Regions from separate parts of the Triticum aestivum genome. Here region 1 is linked to region 2. A link is a contact called in public Hi-C data. All regions are on one chromosome and are shown on one strand. The core of a region is the stretch at or near the end of the contact, and the rest is flanking DNA. Distances in the headings are between cores, read along the strand shown. Region 1 holds the start of LOC123061048. Region 2 holds the start of LOC123058270.

Region 1 (4,247 bases), core at 475-2,974, 130 kb after region 2:
TTGCGTATCCGTTAAAAAAGAAAAAAATTGTTTGATTTACATGATGGCTACCAAATCCATAGGAAGGAAGTGGCGGTGCAGGAGTTCGCCATTTCATCGATTGGCATCGTCCAAGAGCTCCGCTACTCATAGTAGCTGACATGTTCTCCACTGGAAGACTGGCATGTATGAGACCGGATGAGGCAGCTACGAATCCCTACAGATCCTAATTTTGCTGTTGTTGCCAACATGCTAGATCAACCCCTTCTTGCACGGTTCAAGTCCGTTATGAATAGCATGCCATGTTGAGGATGCATTACCTGAAAACACAGTGTCCTCGAGAGCCCGGTTAGGTACTTTGCTTTCAGTACCTGGGTACACAGTGAGTCTGGTCAGGTGAGAAGCCTCCACACTTGGCTCACAAGTAATGCTTGATCGAAGAGATGAAAGTCCCAGTAACCCAGTCCACCCTGGCATTTTGGCTGAATAATTTTCGCCCATGCCATCCAGTGCACCTTTCACTTACCTTCTTTGAATCCCATTAGAAATTTCAAATGGATCTTATTAAATCATCACACTGACATCGGTTGTTTGAACACACTCATAATATATGTCGTGGTCGCTTGTGCAACTGATTGAATCAAGGTCTCTTTACTGGCCTAAGAGATGCCATCCCCCATATCAAGCTATGTTGGTGTAGTCCTTTCTTGCAAATTTTAAAATTTACCTTTGTGCATCTTGCCCTCTGGAGTTGGGAGACCAAGATACTATGATTCAAATTCAGTACTCACATTGTCCAGAACAAGTCTGGCCTCTTGCTGCATAGCCATGGAGCACCTCTCACCAAATTCTATTGAACATTTACGAGGATTAATATACTAACCAGTCATCTGAGCATGGCTAGCAATAAGTCCCTATAATTTGCTTGATGTGGGTTCACCTTCAAGAACAACATAGTGTCATCAGCAAAGAGAAGGCGGGAAATACCCAGAGATCTCCGACAGATTTTTAGTGGATCAAAAGCACATATTTCTGCATCCCATATGAGTAGCACGGACAAACCATCAGCCACCAATAAGAATAAGAACGAGGATAGGGGATCACTTTGCCGAAGCCCACACATCGGTGCAAACGGATCCAAGATGGCTCCATTGAATTTCATGGAGTATCTCAAAAAGATCGCATATGTCATTACCCGCAGTACGATTTGGTGAGCAAAGCCAAACTTTTCCATCGCCTGCCTTAAAAATTCCCAATCTGCACAGTCAAATGCTTTAGAAAAATCAAGTTTGTAAGCACAAAAGCTATTCCCTGAGTGTTGAAGAATCTTTAGTGATAAAATGGATCGAAGGTTTTATTGTAATTATGACTATAAGATAGTCTGAATTTGCAACGAACACATCAATTCCAGGTTATTATAAAACTTGAATTGTAATTATGACTATTAATACTTTGAGAGTGGTTGTTTGTGTGTGAGCTAGATTGAATATTTTCATCCCTTAATTGTTGGGTTAAATATAGGAGTCACACAATCATTTCTATATTTATAAGGCGTTGCATTGCACGTGCATGATTACTAGAGTCTATATGTTCCAAATATGGCTGTGAAAAAAGCATGTTCGTAAAAATTATTTGAAAGAAAGAAAACTTGTTTTCCCAGCAAACAACCAAACCCATGGGACCTTCTTCAACCCCAGGGCCTATTCCAATCAATAGAACTCAGTATTTTCAAATTAGAGTATTTACTTTATTAAACTAGAATGCTCCATTTTTATGTTCATATTATTAGCGACACTTTTTTGGGGGGCGAAGAGAGTAGGATACGACCGACCAAATTCAGAGTTTCGAATGGGGCTGGAAAGAGAGACTTTCGGGTGTGGAAACAGCGCCTGAAAAGGGGAGGCGGAATTGCGGACCTCCCCTCTGATTTCAAGGAGAAGGCGCCCACCGGCACCGCACCGCACCGCACCGGTTCCTCTCTGCGGCAGCAAACTCCTCCCATCCATCCCTCGTCCATCCTGGCTCAGGTTCGCACCGCCTCCACCCTCTCATCACCTCCTACCTACGCTTCGTCATTTTTGACTATATTTACTCCCCGGCGTGCGCCCATCGACCAAGGTAGCTGGGGTGATTCCGGTGTTGCTTTCCTCTCATGGCAGGCGCGAGAGGGTGGAGATGAGGAGGAAGGCGCTCGCACGGGGCTTCTCCGCCGACGGCGTCCTCCGCCGCAGCCGCCCGCTCCCAGCGCGCCGCCGGCCACCGAAGGGGACAATAATAGCACGAGCAAGGAAAAAAAGAAGGGCGAGATCACCAAGACCATCCGAGACAGGCTATCATCGTCTTTCTCTTCCCCCAGAAGCCGCCTCTCCTGCTGGACGAGCCATCCGATCCGGCGGAGCAGGAGGGGGAGCGGCACGGCCAGCGACGAACATGGCACGCCGGTGACGGCCAAGGCAATCAGGCCCCCCTCAAGGAAGGTGGTCGCGGCAGGGACCAGATCCCTGATCGAACGCAACGATTTCTACAGCCAAGAATGCAACACGCACAAGTAGGGAGCCTGCTTTTTTCTCTTCTCGGATGCTATCCCTGTTTTGGGTGTGAGACTAAAATTGTACCACGAGACATTGCCCCCTTTGGGACGAGATGTATTTTAGTTCTAGATATATTCATTTCTGCGACGAGTAATTTGGAACGGAGTGAGTACCAGTTTCCCCGGGTAATATACGTACCAATTCGAAGCTTTGTAGTAGTAGTAGTAGTACAAAATTGTGCAATTTCATGAGTTCCAAACCATGAAACCATAGCCAGAATCCACGCCGTGTTGCTTGTATGTCTACTACCAGGCAGTATTATGCAGTCGTACACCAGTTTTAGTAACTCCCACCAAAGTGCCTCTCTGTCGAATCGAATCAGATGACAAAATTGGCACTGAGAGATGCTATGCAAGTGAGATCGATCCTTGGATCTTCATAATGGAAAACAGATTGTCTGGCAGGCAGGCTGAATCGAATCTTTCCACTAGACGGAAAGGTCTCACATATCGGACAGATGGGTGAGAAGTGATTCAGTGCTCCTCTCACAAGGCAATGCATATAAATAAAACCTGTGTAAAGCACAACAGGTGTCTAATCTGCAGCTACCACCTAAACACCAATTTAAATCATCACCGGGAAACTGCTTTCTGGTTGTCAAAGATTCAAGCTAAAGAACATAACTGTATCAGCAACAGTAATGGTGATTAAGACCAATTTCAATTACGTAAAGCATTCCACATATAACTAATGCTAGAACCAAGGAACACTAAACCATCTAGCACAAAACGGGCAGATGCCTGCCATTCTCCGTGCGGACTACTTGGACATTGCACTGCTACTTCCCTATGGAAGTTGCGTTGGTGCAGACTACATCATCCTCCAAATCTTTCGAGCCTCCTACGGCGGATCTCCTCGACTGAGAGCTCGTTGTTTCCATCGTCTTGGAGATGCCGTCTGCGGGAAAAGGCATGGTCCGGGTGCGGAGTGCTGCACATCTCACAGACATCTGTGTAACGCGAGTTGTCACAAGAACATGTTATGCATCTCCACCGCATACCTTGCCCAACCTCTTCTTGCGCCGGTGCAACATGGCGCCGGACACTGCTCCCCCGAATATGTGCTGCTGGCCTTAGAAGTTTCTTAGCAAATCTCGCCGGCTGACTCACGACGTCTGCAATGCCTGAAAACATAGGAACGAGACGTTCTGGACCGTGCCTCAGTAAAAGGTAGGCCAGGCCAGCAAGTATCCCACCAACATTGCAAATCAAGTGCGCCTCCGGATTGAAAGCATGGACGAGTACTAGTTCAAGCAATGTCGCATACTTTGCAGGAACGGTCACCCCATGCCAGACAACATCGCCTTCTCGGGCATTCAGCACAACATTCATGCCAAGCAGCACTCCACTAAATCCAGCAGAATACTGATAATACGCCATGTCGTTGCCGAGCGAAAGCAAGCCCTTAGACAAGAGCAGTGTGAAGCCCTGAGAAAGGCCAAGCAAGGAAACCACCATGCAAGCAAACTCGGGACTGCCCATTGATGTTTCAAGCTTTGCCCCCGTGCGCAAGAGAGAAGCCATGTTCATGAAGAAGTGACCTTCACTCAAGTGGTAGAAAGCTGAGAGGAAGAAACGTCTCAGGTCGCCGAACTGCAACAATGTTCATAACTGTTAGTACTTTTTAGAGTGGTGGATATATAAAACTCTGGAAATGATGCTTAGAAAAGTCTGAAAA
Region 2 (4,210 bases), core at 1,368-3,867:
CTCCATAGCTAAGATCTTGCCTCTCCATACCTACCCCCTACATTACTGTCAGACTTAGAACCATGACACTTGGCGCATCGGTCTCGGGGCGTCACACTACCGCAGGAAAGGAGATCCTGCTCAAGGCTATAATCCAAGCCATACCTACCTATGCAATGTCGGTCTTTAAAATTCCTAAAAAAATGTAAAGGAATCATCGACGTGATAGCGCATTTCTGGTGGGGAGACGAGGAGAATCATAAGAGGATGCATTGGATGTCCTGGTGGAAATTGTGTTCCTAAAAATCAAGGAGGGATGGGATTTCGTTATATCAAATGTTTTAATTTGGCGTTACTCGCCAAACAGGCATGGCGTCTGTTGGATAATCCTGATTCCTTGTGTGCTTCTATCCTACGAGCAAATTATTACCCCGATGGTGATCTGTTAAATGCGAAGGTAAAGAAAGGCTCTTCCTTTACATGGCAAAGTATCATGGCAAGCACAAACACACTGAAACGTAGCTATATTTGGCGAGTGGGGAATGGACACAACATCAATATTTAGGAAGATGCCTGGATCCCAAACTATGCAACTAGGAAAATTGTAACGCCTAAGGGAGGTAATATGTTAATTAAGGTAGGTGATCTCATTGATCCTGCTTCTAATACTTGGGACGAAGACCTGATTGAACAAACTATGTGGCCAATCGATGTACAAAGGATTCTTTCAGTTCCCCTACCGCAACATGATATGCAAGATTTCATTGCCTGGAATTATACAAAAAGGGGTATTTTATTGGTTCGATCAGCCTATTTTATGGAGTGGAATCACCAGTATGGAAGCAAATTGAAACACTCTAATGGGATGGGGCGAACCAAGTTAACCCTACTTGGAGTAAGATATGAAAGTTAGCCTGTTCGGCAAAAGTTAAAATTTTCTTATGGCGTATGCTACATGGTACGATCAAATGCTGGGCTACGCTAGCAAACAGACATATGAAGGTTTCACCCATCTGCCCTACTTGCTTAGAGGGTTTAGAAGATACAAAACTTATGCTCTTCTGCTGTAGTAAAGCAAAGAAGGTTTGGAAAAGGCTAGGGATGGATGATATTATTGATAAAGCTTGTGAAGTTGACCGTGCGGGAGAGACGGTGTTGGGAGTATCTACTACTCCTACCAGATCAAGATTTGTGGATATTGGGTTACCACAATGTACGTGAGATGATTGTTATTTCAGCGTGGTATTTATGATGGGAAAGACAGAAGCTGGTACACAATGAAAAAACTCAAAATGTAACTCACATCTCAATGGGGATTCTTGCTCTAACAAAAAAAATTGTTAATGCATTATCCCCAAGGCATCGATGAAAATGGAGAGTTGGTCTTGTCCTCCAAGAGGTTTCGTTAAACTTAATGTTGATGCTTCTTTTGATGACGATCTTCTTAGGGGTTCTATGGGAGCGGTCCTTCGAGACGGCAAAGGAAGGTTCATAGCTGGAGGGAATGAGAAAATAGATGTTTGCGTGGATGTGTTGATGGCAAAAGTTTTAGCTCTAAAATTCGATCTAACATTGGCACAACGGGCGGGATGCAATCGCCTTACTATAAATTCAAATAATACGGAGGGGATTGATACTATGAATGATGGAGGACAATCAGCGGGTGCGGCGGCAACAATCTTTGATGATTGTTTCCATTATGCTTGTGGTTTCGTTACTGGTAGATTTGAGCATTGTAATAGGGAAGCAAATAAAGTAGCTCATGAGCTGGCTAGATTAGCAAGATCTTCTTTGACTTCTGATTGGTTTGAGCAGCCTTTAAATGAAATTGTAATGATCATCAGAAACGATCTACTACTTGTTACAAATGAATAAAGTCTGAGCTTTTTCAAAAACAAAAAATCAGGACCCTAGACCTAGGCTAACTTGGATGGCAGCATAATCACCAAACTGGTCCATCACCTCCTTCTCTCTACATAGGCCTAGTGTCAGTTTTATATGACTTTACTGCTGCCGATATGTCTGTTTCTATCTTCTTTTTTTTGCTAGAATATTGGTGGTTGGTTGTGTGCATTTTAGGTCTGCAGTGGTCAGATGTTGCTCATCATGCCTTCTATATGCTCGATACTAAATTTTAAGTTAATAAAAGCAGCATTTATGATAGAAAAAAAATCCCCTCTTTACATTTTCATTTTGAGCGGATATATATTCTCTATTACCGGGTTAGCCACGTGGAAAATGGAAAATGCCTATCCATCAGGCTGTTGTACCGGCACCACCTAACGTCGGTAGAGTAGAGCAAGGCAGCAACCCAGGAACCTGGACAAGGACACACACAGGATCACCTGATCCGTCCGAGCCATCACCGCACCGCACGGGACACGGCATAATACCATGCATCAGCTCACGCCAGCTGCACTCCAAAGAGAAAAACCACGTCTCCCAGAAAAAACAAATGGCAAGTTGACAACGACAAGACAAGGGGCCGTGGCTTTCTCCGCCCTCCGTTTCGGCCGAAACCCAGCGGCCGTCAGCTCGCTCGCTCGCTTCCTACCAAACAAGGCGGCGGCCATTCATGGCGTGCGCGCGGAGCCGTAGACGTCCAAAACCACAGCGGACACGGCCCACCGTTACCTGCCCGCGCGCATATAAAGACCACACCCTTCCTTCATCCGCAGCGCCATAATTTCCGAGCTGCTAGCGCTACAGTCCCCATCAACAGTTCAGGCTTACAGCTAGTTGCAGTACTACACGAGTACACCACCAAGCCAACGCCCAACAGAGAGGTAGTGGTGCCATTGGGAGGATGGCTTCGATCGTGCTGCTGCTGTCGGAGCTGCTCGGCGGCGCGGGGAGCACCAGCATGCTGGAGGCCAACTGCTACATGGGCGGCCACAGCCTGCGGGAATTCCGGCCCGCGGCGGCCACGGGCGAGCGGGCGCCCACGGAGCCGAAGCTGCGGGGAACAACCTCAACGGCGGCGAAGGATGAGGAGCCGTCGTCGTTGGACCTGGAGGATCTCTCCGCCGTGTCCAGGATATCGGTGGACGTGATGTGGCCCTGAGCCTTCCGCTGACTCAGGAGGTCGATTCGCCTCGAGGTTGTTCTGTGTTTTGCTGCCGAGGACGAAGAAGATGTGTCATGTGATTCCTCGTTGCCTCGAGTTCTATGAAATGAACATGTAAATATACAAAGCCAGCGCTGAATGTTCTCCCTGTGTTCCTTTTTGTCTCGTGACTTTTTCTTCGGGGATTCAACCTTCTGATCAGATCATAATCGACCGAACTCGTTTGCAACATTTTTTCCTCGTAGCAATCGACCGGGTACTGACAATAATCCCATGCTAATTGCAGAATTAAATGGTTCTCGTAATCGGGTGGATAATGACAGTCCATCGAGCGGGTATACCCACACCGACCTTCTCAACCTGGACTACAGAAAACAACGCATTTTCCCTATACAAACTTGCAATCCATTCTGTAACTGAACTTTTTGTACTTTTAACAGTGCATTTTTTGTTGTCTTGGCCTTGCAAGGCATTGTTCAGGTAAACCACAAGAGCTCTGGAGTTTTTAAGTCCCATATTGCAAATAACATCAAACACAATTGGAAATAGTATCAAAGATCATACTATTCCATGGATGGTGGACTGTCATCGATAGTTCGATTCCCAGCACAGGAAATTGCTAGATGGATGGCAATGGCCTGCTAGCTAAGCTAGTAGCGTGCCCATCCATTAAAGTAACAGTTTCTCCCTGAATTTGCACTTTCAGTAATAAGTCCTACTAGCAAAAAAACCCGTGTGTTACAACGAGAGAAAAAAAAACATTATCTCACGTCTCTAGCTGGGTCAGTTGGATAAATTATGTGTGACCGGTTGGCAGGTTATGAGATCGAAACCTCCCATCGGCAATTTTATTTTTTGCCAGTTCTGCGGACCTGGGCCACAATGTGCCGTCGGGTGAGCTTCCTCAATTGGGCCAAAACGGATGGTTACCAAATAGCGTATGTGAAATTAATTGAAGCGGGACAAAACAAAGCGGGACGAAAATAAGAATATCACCTCCCTTTAATAGTAGTTATATATATATATATATATATATAGATATAGATGTAGCACGACAGAGTCGATTTCCACATAATATCTATCTGCCATAACTGCAATTATGTCAATGTATATTTTAAGCATCCATTGTTTTAGGTTCAGATCATACACGGCCGGCGTAGTGAC

Evidence for each region. A called contact is a pair of places that touch in the nucleus more often than the background predicts.
Region 1: a Hi-C map of leaf shows a contact between it and region 2, with 4 times the contacts expected there. The contact joins the promoter of LOC123061048 here to the promoter of LOC123058270 in region 2. A contact is called at or near these places in 2 of 5 Hi-C or Micro-C datasets (both in leaf).

Annotation. Positions count from the first base shown.
Region 1 is chr3A:223,734,473-223,738,719 of IWGSC CS RefSeq v2.1, forward strand. LOC123061048 reads left to right here and starts at 1,725. Exons shown (of 2, transcript XM_044483952.1): 1 at 1,725-2,006; 2 at 2,139-2,664. The coding sequence starts at 1,740. The coding sequence ends at 2,531. It overlaps LOC123061047 (rhomboid-like protein 14, mitochondrial), which reads right to left. Exons shown (of 2, transcript XM_044483951.1): 2 at 3,182-4,162. The coding sequence ends at 3,386.
Region 2 is chr3A:223,600,912-223,605,121 of IWGSC CS RefSeq v2.1, forward strand. LOC123058270 reads left to right here and starts at 2,618. Exons shown (of 1, transcript XM_044481050.1): 1 at 2,618-3,206. The coding sequence starts at 2,786. The coding sequence ends at 3,043. It overlaps LOC123061046, which reads right to left. Exons shown (of 6, transcript XM_044483949.1): 6 at 4,027-4,210.